Linked DNA regions of Mus musculus: region 2 is linked to region 1. A link is a contact called in public HiChIP or PLAC-seq data. All regions are on one chromosome and are shown on one strand. Each heading gives the region's core, a stretch centred on a gene start, on an enhancer-like site or on the middle of the called end of the contact. The rest is flanking DNA. Distances are from core to core; before and after follow the strand shown.

Region 1 (2,583 bases), core at 27-2,526:
TAAGATGGTGAGTGTGAGCCTCCCCAGCAGCATCCACGTGGCATTTACCTCACTTGGATCGAAGATAGTGGAAGGTGCAACAATCCCATTGATTTTGGCAGCTTTGCGGATGATCACCTCTGCCTCTTTAATTCGGCCTTGAGAGATGAGCCATCGTGGGGACTCAGGGATGAACCTGGAAGACAATGCAATCTAGTGAGACTTCCTGTTCACTTGCTCTCCAGAGGCTGGACTTGGCTTAGCTACATATGGTAAATGAGGCCTCAGACAGAGAGGCAGGTGTGTGGAATGTCTGGTGTTCATAAGCCAGAAATAAAGATAGCCCAGTAACTACCTGAGGTATGAGCTCTGCTGAACACTGACTGAAGTGGGCAAAACCTGAAGCGTCCTCCTATACATCCCAAGGGGATCTCCACTCTGGCTGGCACCTGCATGTCTGCAATGGCGGCGCCCCCTTCTGGGCTTTAAGGAGACAGGTACTACATGGGCTCCTGATGCCTGGCTTCTGCTGAGTCAGGCCCACCCAGATCCTGCTATGTCTACTCTGTCCCTGTGAGGCACGGGACCTTCTGCAGGGATCACTTGACATCCATCTCTTCCTTACTCCACCTCCGATTTACTCAATAGACTTGTCAGTCTCTCTCCACAAAACAGCATTGTTACCAAGGCTGGAGACTGGTGGCTATTTTCCTTATCCTTGTGACCAGGCAGCCCTCTCTCCTCTCTCATAATCAGGAACCATTGTTTCTTCTGTTCCCACTCTTGTCCAGGATGATCTCCACTGTGCAAGGGATGAGGATCTCACCCTAGTCTAGTCTAAGGAGTAATTCCTGCCAGGATTCTTCTTGGCTTGGAATAGCTTTTGCTTTACTTGCCCAATCTCCTCCTGTTGGCAGCACAGCTGGAGCCTGCCTTCCTCTGCAAGGCCATTCAAGGAAGCTCAATTTGGAACTCTCCCTCTCTTTACTTCCCAACCCCCCTGGTCTGGGGCCTCAGCATCAAGCAGCTACAGCCCAGGTCTTGCTGGGATGGGAGAACTTCCCAGAGGTTTGGCTGGTCTCTATCTGCTTGCAGCAAATTCTTAGCTTAACCTAGAACAGGGCAGAGGAGATGCCCACTTATGTGTTGGGATTCTGTGCTTTTTTGGCTTTTCTGAGTATAGAAAGATTTTATAAATTGACTTAACAAATAATTTGCACCCCCTTTTTCTGTGATCTAGAATTGGAATTTGAGGGCTACTGCTGCCCTCTACTGGATATGACACAGAAGCCACCCCACAGGGTAGGCAGCCCAAGGGCCAGGGCCACACACTCACCACCAGAGAGCCCCACATAGCACCCCTGGCACAGTGAGCGCCAGCAGCAGCATCCTCCAGTCTCTGATGAAGTATGCAAACAGTGGCAGCACCATGAAGCCAAACGCATAAAATATGCAAACTCCTAAGGTGGCGAATATAATTCGAATTGACTTGGAAAGAATTTCTGTTCCTGTTCAAAACAAGGAAGAGTCAAGTTAATTATTAACGAGGGTTATTTCCTTATGAATCTTCTGTGATATCATTTTTAACATAGAGACAAGGAGGGAGCCACAAGTAGCTCTGTGTTGAGAGTCTTTGTGAAGGGTTACATCTGAACTAAGTCTGCTCTGATTTGCTCCTAGGGTTTTCCTCTGAGGTCTATGGATAACAGTTCTCTTATGAAAACATCATCACCACCCTCAGACACATGCTAAAGAGCATTAGGCCCCTGTAAGTCCTTACACAAGGAAGAACTAATCAAAGGCAAAGTCACTACTAAAGCCACACATGCTAACTATTATCCTTTGTGGAAAAATGTTCTAGTAACTGCGAAAAGAAAACAATCACCCTCCCCATTATACAGCCGAAGGAAGCCAGTGTCTCACTGGTTAGAGCAAGGCTCTTCTAAACAGAGAGACGGGAAGCTTTCCAGTGGGGACAAGGTAGCTTGTCTAAGTCATAGCTTTGAAGGGTAGACTGACCAAAACCTGAACTGGACTGCTCAACTCACTCTCCTTGCCAGACACTGATAGCCACCAATGCTCTGCAGCACCTCTTTCCTGGGTAGTCTGCCCATCGTGGCCCATCTCCCCTTGGTGTGCCTCCTTCTTTCTTGTTACCTAAGCCCTTTCTATGCAAGCCTTTAAAAAGAGAATCCTAGTTAATGACTGAAGTACTAATAAGGCCAAGAGGCCACAACTCAGAGGCCAGAAGAACTGGACATCAGAAGTCAGAACCATTGTTAGGCTCAATTGCTTATCTGGTAAACTAGGTTTATTTACTAGGGAATTCTAGTCACAAGGGACATCACAACTTGTCTCCAGTCAAGTGAAACACAGGATCAAGTACTCAACTCCAACCTGATGTCCATACCCAGGACAAATGCTGCCACGTAGTTGGAGATCTGACCCATGCCAACAAGGACAAAAAGCACTGTAAACATCTCGAAGTTCACAGAGAAGACCTGCAGGAAGCTGAAGCCAGTCTGCATGCCCATGGTCAAAAACAGCACATTCTTGCGACCAAACCTGGAGAGGAAAGGAGGGTCACAGAGAAGCAGCTGGGAG
Region 2 (2,583 bases), core at 56-2,555, 110 kb after region 1:
CATTTTGGGGTAAGGATAGGTGAGGGAAGAAAGAATAACTCCAGAAAGGGTAGAGAGTTTGGAACACACGTTTCTTTAACTTTAAAAAGTTCTGCAAAGAGTCTTTCCTTTCTGAACAGAGGCTAAAACCTGTGGTCTCTTCTCTGGAGCAAGTCTGAATCCGGCCCCTCTGAATCACATCACTACCTCGAGAAAGTCCCACCACTCAGGGTCTCAGGGCATCTCCTAGGGGCAGAACCTTCTGGACTCTATCTTCAATGGGACCCTATGGACGGATGGTCTGCCAGACATTTGTCCTCTGAGGGGCGTACTATGGCTAGAAGTCATCTCATAAAATGTTCTTAAAGGATGCTCATCACCAGGGAGCTTGTGGTTAAACTAAGGAACAACCATTGCCTGCGATGTCACCAGACCCTGACAGGGGGGCTGTCACCTACCTCTGTCACGATGGTGGACAGGAAGATGTCCTTGTCGTACTCCCAGCCATCCAGGCAGTTCTCCTGCTCCAGCTGCTCCAGGTCCACGTCCCGTCCCGGCTCCAGCCCTAGCTCAGAGAAGTTGGCGATGGTGGCCAGTCGGTAGCGGCGGCATTTCTGAGGCACCTCTGGTCCGTCCTTCGTCTCCATCGGGATACTGTGGTTGCGCCACGCGCTGCTCAGGTTCACGGTGTCTGGTATCCGGCAACGGTGCTCCGGGATCGCCGTCAGGAACACGGCTGACAACCCAGTAAAGCCATTGGGGATGATGCTGGCGCTGAGCAGGAAGAAGATGAGGCGCTGGAAGGTCCCCCACTCGCCCAGGAAGGCGGTCACCTCGTCGTAGTCAAGCATAGAGTCGGCAGCCCACGGCGTCCCGCCGGGAATCCGAGGATACTCGGGCGCAGTGGGCGGCGCACGGTTTGTCCGTGCACGCGGAGCACCAGTCACTCGTCGAAGAGGAGTTCGAGAAAGCGTCGGGAGACGTTTTCCACACGGAGAAGCTCGTGAGTTCCTCCCGCCGCCTCAGACCCCGCCAGCGCCAGAGACACCGAGGACGTGAGGCCATGATGGACTCCGCGCGGAGTCTGGCCTAGACTGCAAGGCCGGCCGTGCAGTCCTGAGGCGAACCGTGGGGTGGGCGCGGCAGGAGTCTGAGTGATCCGTAGTGGGCACTGGACGCGCCTGTACGTGAGGCGGGTCTGGTCCCGGTCTCCGAGCTGGCTGGACAGTGCGGAAGCGGGATGGAGCCTGGCTTCAGAACTGCGCGGGTGTGAGGGAGCCTAGGAGTCCCTTGCCTACTACTCTGAGCTGTTCGCTGAGGAACGCCCTGAGGTAAAGTCCTTCCCAGTCGAGAGCAAGCGAGTCGGGCTGGGGGCGGGGCCGCTGTAGTCCCCGCCCCGAAGCTGCTGCTAGAGGGAGGGACGGGTCTTCTCAAGCCACACCCCCCGAGCGAGTCGGGCTGGGGGCGGGGCCGCTGTAGTCCCCGCCCCGAAGCTGCTGCTAGAGGGAGGGATGGGTCTTCTCAAGCCACAACCCCGAGCTGGTCCCCAGGGCTCCTTTGGGGGAAGTTGTGACCAAGCTGGGTGTTGACTTGGAGAAAGGCGTAGGATTTCGGTATGAAACACCCTCTCAACTTTTTGTTATGGGTCAGAAAGGGATTGTATCCCACCAAAAGTCTTCTCCTTCAATGGACCTGAGTTCAATTCCCAGCACGCATTGGAGGCTTACAACCTTCTGGTAACTCCAGTTCCGGGGGAACTAATCCCCTTTTCTGGTCCCCTGTCACATATAGTGCACAGACATACATGCAATCAAAACGCCCACTCACATAATGTCATATTATAATAATCATTAAGAGATTGAGACAAATTTTGAGGCTGTGGTCATGAGGCTGTGGGCAATGAATTTCAATTTCTAGGCTCTGTTCTGTGCTTTATGTTTTTAAAGATTAAGAAATCATTCAGTTATTCATCAAATCGACTTAAGCAAATATAAAAATTTAACTTCAAGATTAAGGATCTTAGTCTAGGATTATACCCTCAAATTAGTTATTTTTTACAGTTAATTCAGGAGCTGACTGGTGATCTACATAGTTCCAGGCCAGTCAGGACTACACAGTGAAACCCGTCTTAAAACAAACACAGAGCCTTACAATGAAATCCATTGTTTTGTGCAAATAGTATTTCCTAAAATTAAAAAGATAAGGTATAAAAATAGCAATTGTGTAATTCTAAAGTAATATTGTCAAATGAAATGAGAAGTTACATTTATAATTTTATTTATTTATTTATTTACTTATTTAGATGGGGCCTACTGTATTTCCCTGGCTTTACCTGCAACTTTGGTCACAAATGACCACCTGCCTCATCCTCTCTAGTAGCAGGGACAACAGGTGTGTACAGCAGATGCACATTATCATTAAAATTGTCTTGGTAGCTGTTGTATTCGTAACTTTTCTGGTTACAGAGACAAAAGCAATTTAAGGGAGAAGAGGTTTGGGCTTGTGCTTAGAGGGTAGAGTCGGTCACTCTGGGAAGGCCGGGTGGCAGGAGTCAGCTTGTCACAGTCGCCTCAGTCAGGAAGCCAGGAGAGAGAAATGCTGGTG

Evidence for each region. HiChIP or PLAC-seq counts read pairs in DNA pulled down with a chosen protein or histone mark.
Region 2: an H3K4me3 HiChIP or PLAC-seq map of intestinal crypt epithelium shows a contact between it and region 1, with 5 read pairs. The contact joins the promoter of Slc22a21 here to the enhancer-like site in region 1. A contact is called at or near these places in 12 of 39 promoter capture datasets (the 3T3-L1 cell line, 3T3-L1-derived adipocytes, the SN4741 cell line and 7 more), 11 of 484 Hi-C or Micro-C datasets (the AML12 cell line, MC3T3-E1-derived osteoblasts, the N1E-115 cell line and 7 more), 4 of 115 datasets of contacts at active chromatin or transcription factors (bone marrow-derived dendritic cells, embryonic stem cells, intestinal crypt epithelium and 1 more) and 3 of 9 other capture datasets (adipose tissue, liver and pancreatic islet).

The regions. Positions count from the first base shown.
Region 1 is chr11:53,873,620-53,876,202 of GRCm38.p6, forward strand. It overlaps Slc22a5 (solute carrier family 22 (organic cation transporter), member 5), which reads right to left. Exons shown (of 10, transcript NM_011396.3): 3 at 2,390-2,544; 4 at 1,316-1,487; 5 at 49-175. Among named protein-coding and RNA genes, the nearest start is that of Gm12216, 16 kb to the left of the region's middle. Within about 2 kb of position 1,277, at least 16 of the 459 cell types and tissues checked have an H3K27ac peak or open chromatin away from gene starts, as enhancers often do. A contact at or near this core is called in adipose tissue, intestinal crypt epithelium and stem cell-derived epiblast-like cells, where this site is marked.
Region 2 is chr11:53,979,028-53,981,610 of GRCm38.p6, forward strand. Slc22a21 (solute carrier family 22 (organic cation transporter), member 21) reads right to left here and starts at 1,306. Exons shown (of 10, transcript NM_019723.3): 1 at 438-1,306. The coding sequence starts at 830. It overlaps Gm30927 (predicted gene, 30927), which reads left to right and starts at 1,004. Exons shown (of 4, transcript NR_168634.1): 1 at 1,004-1,310; 2 at 2,282-2,370.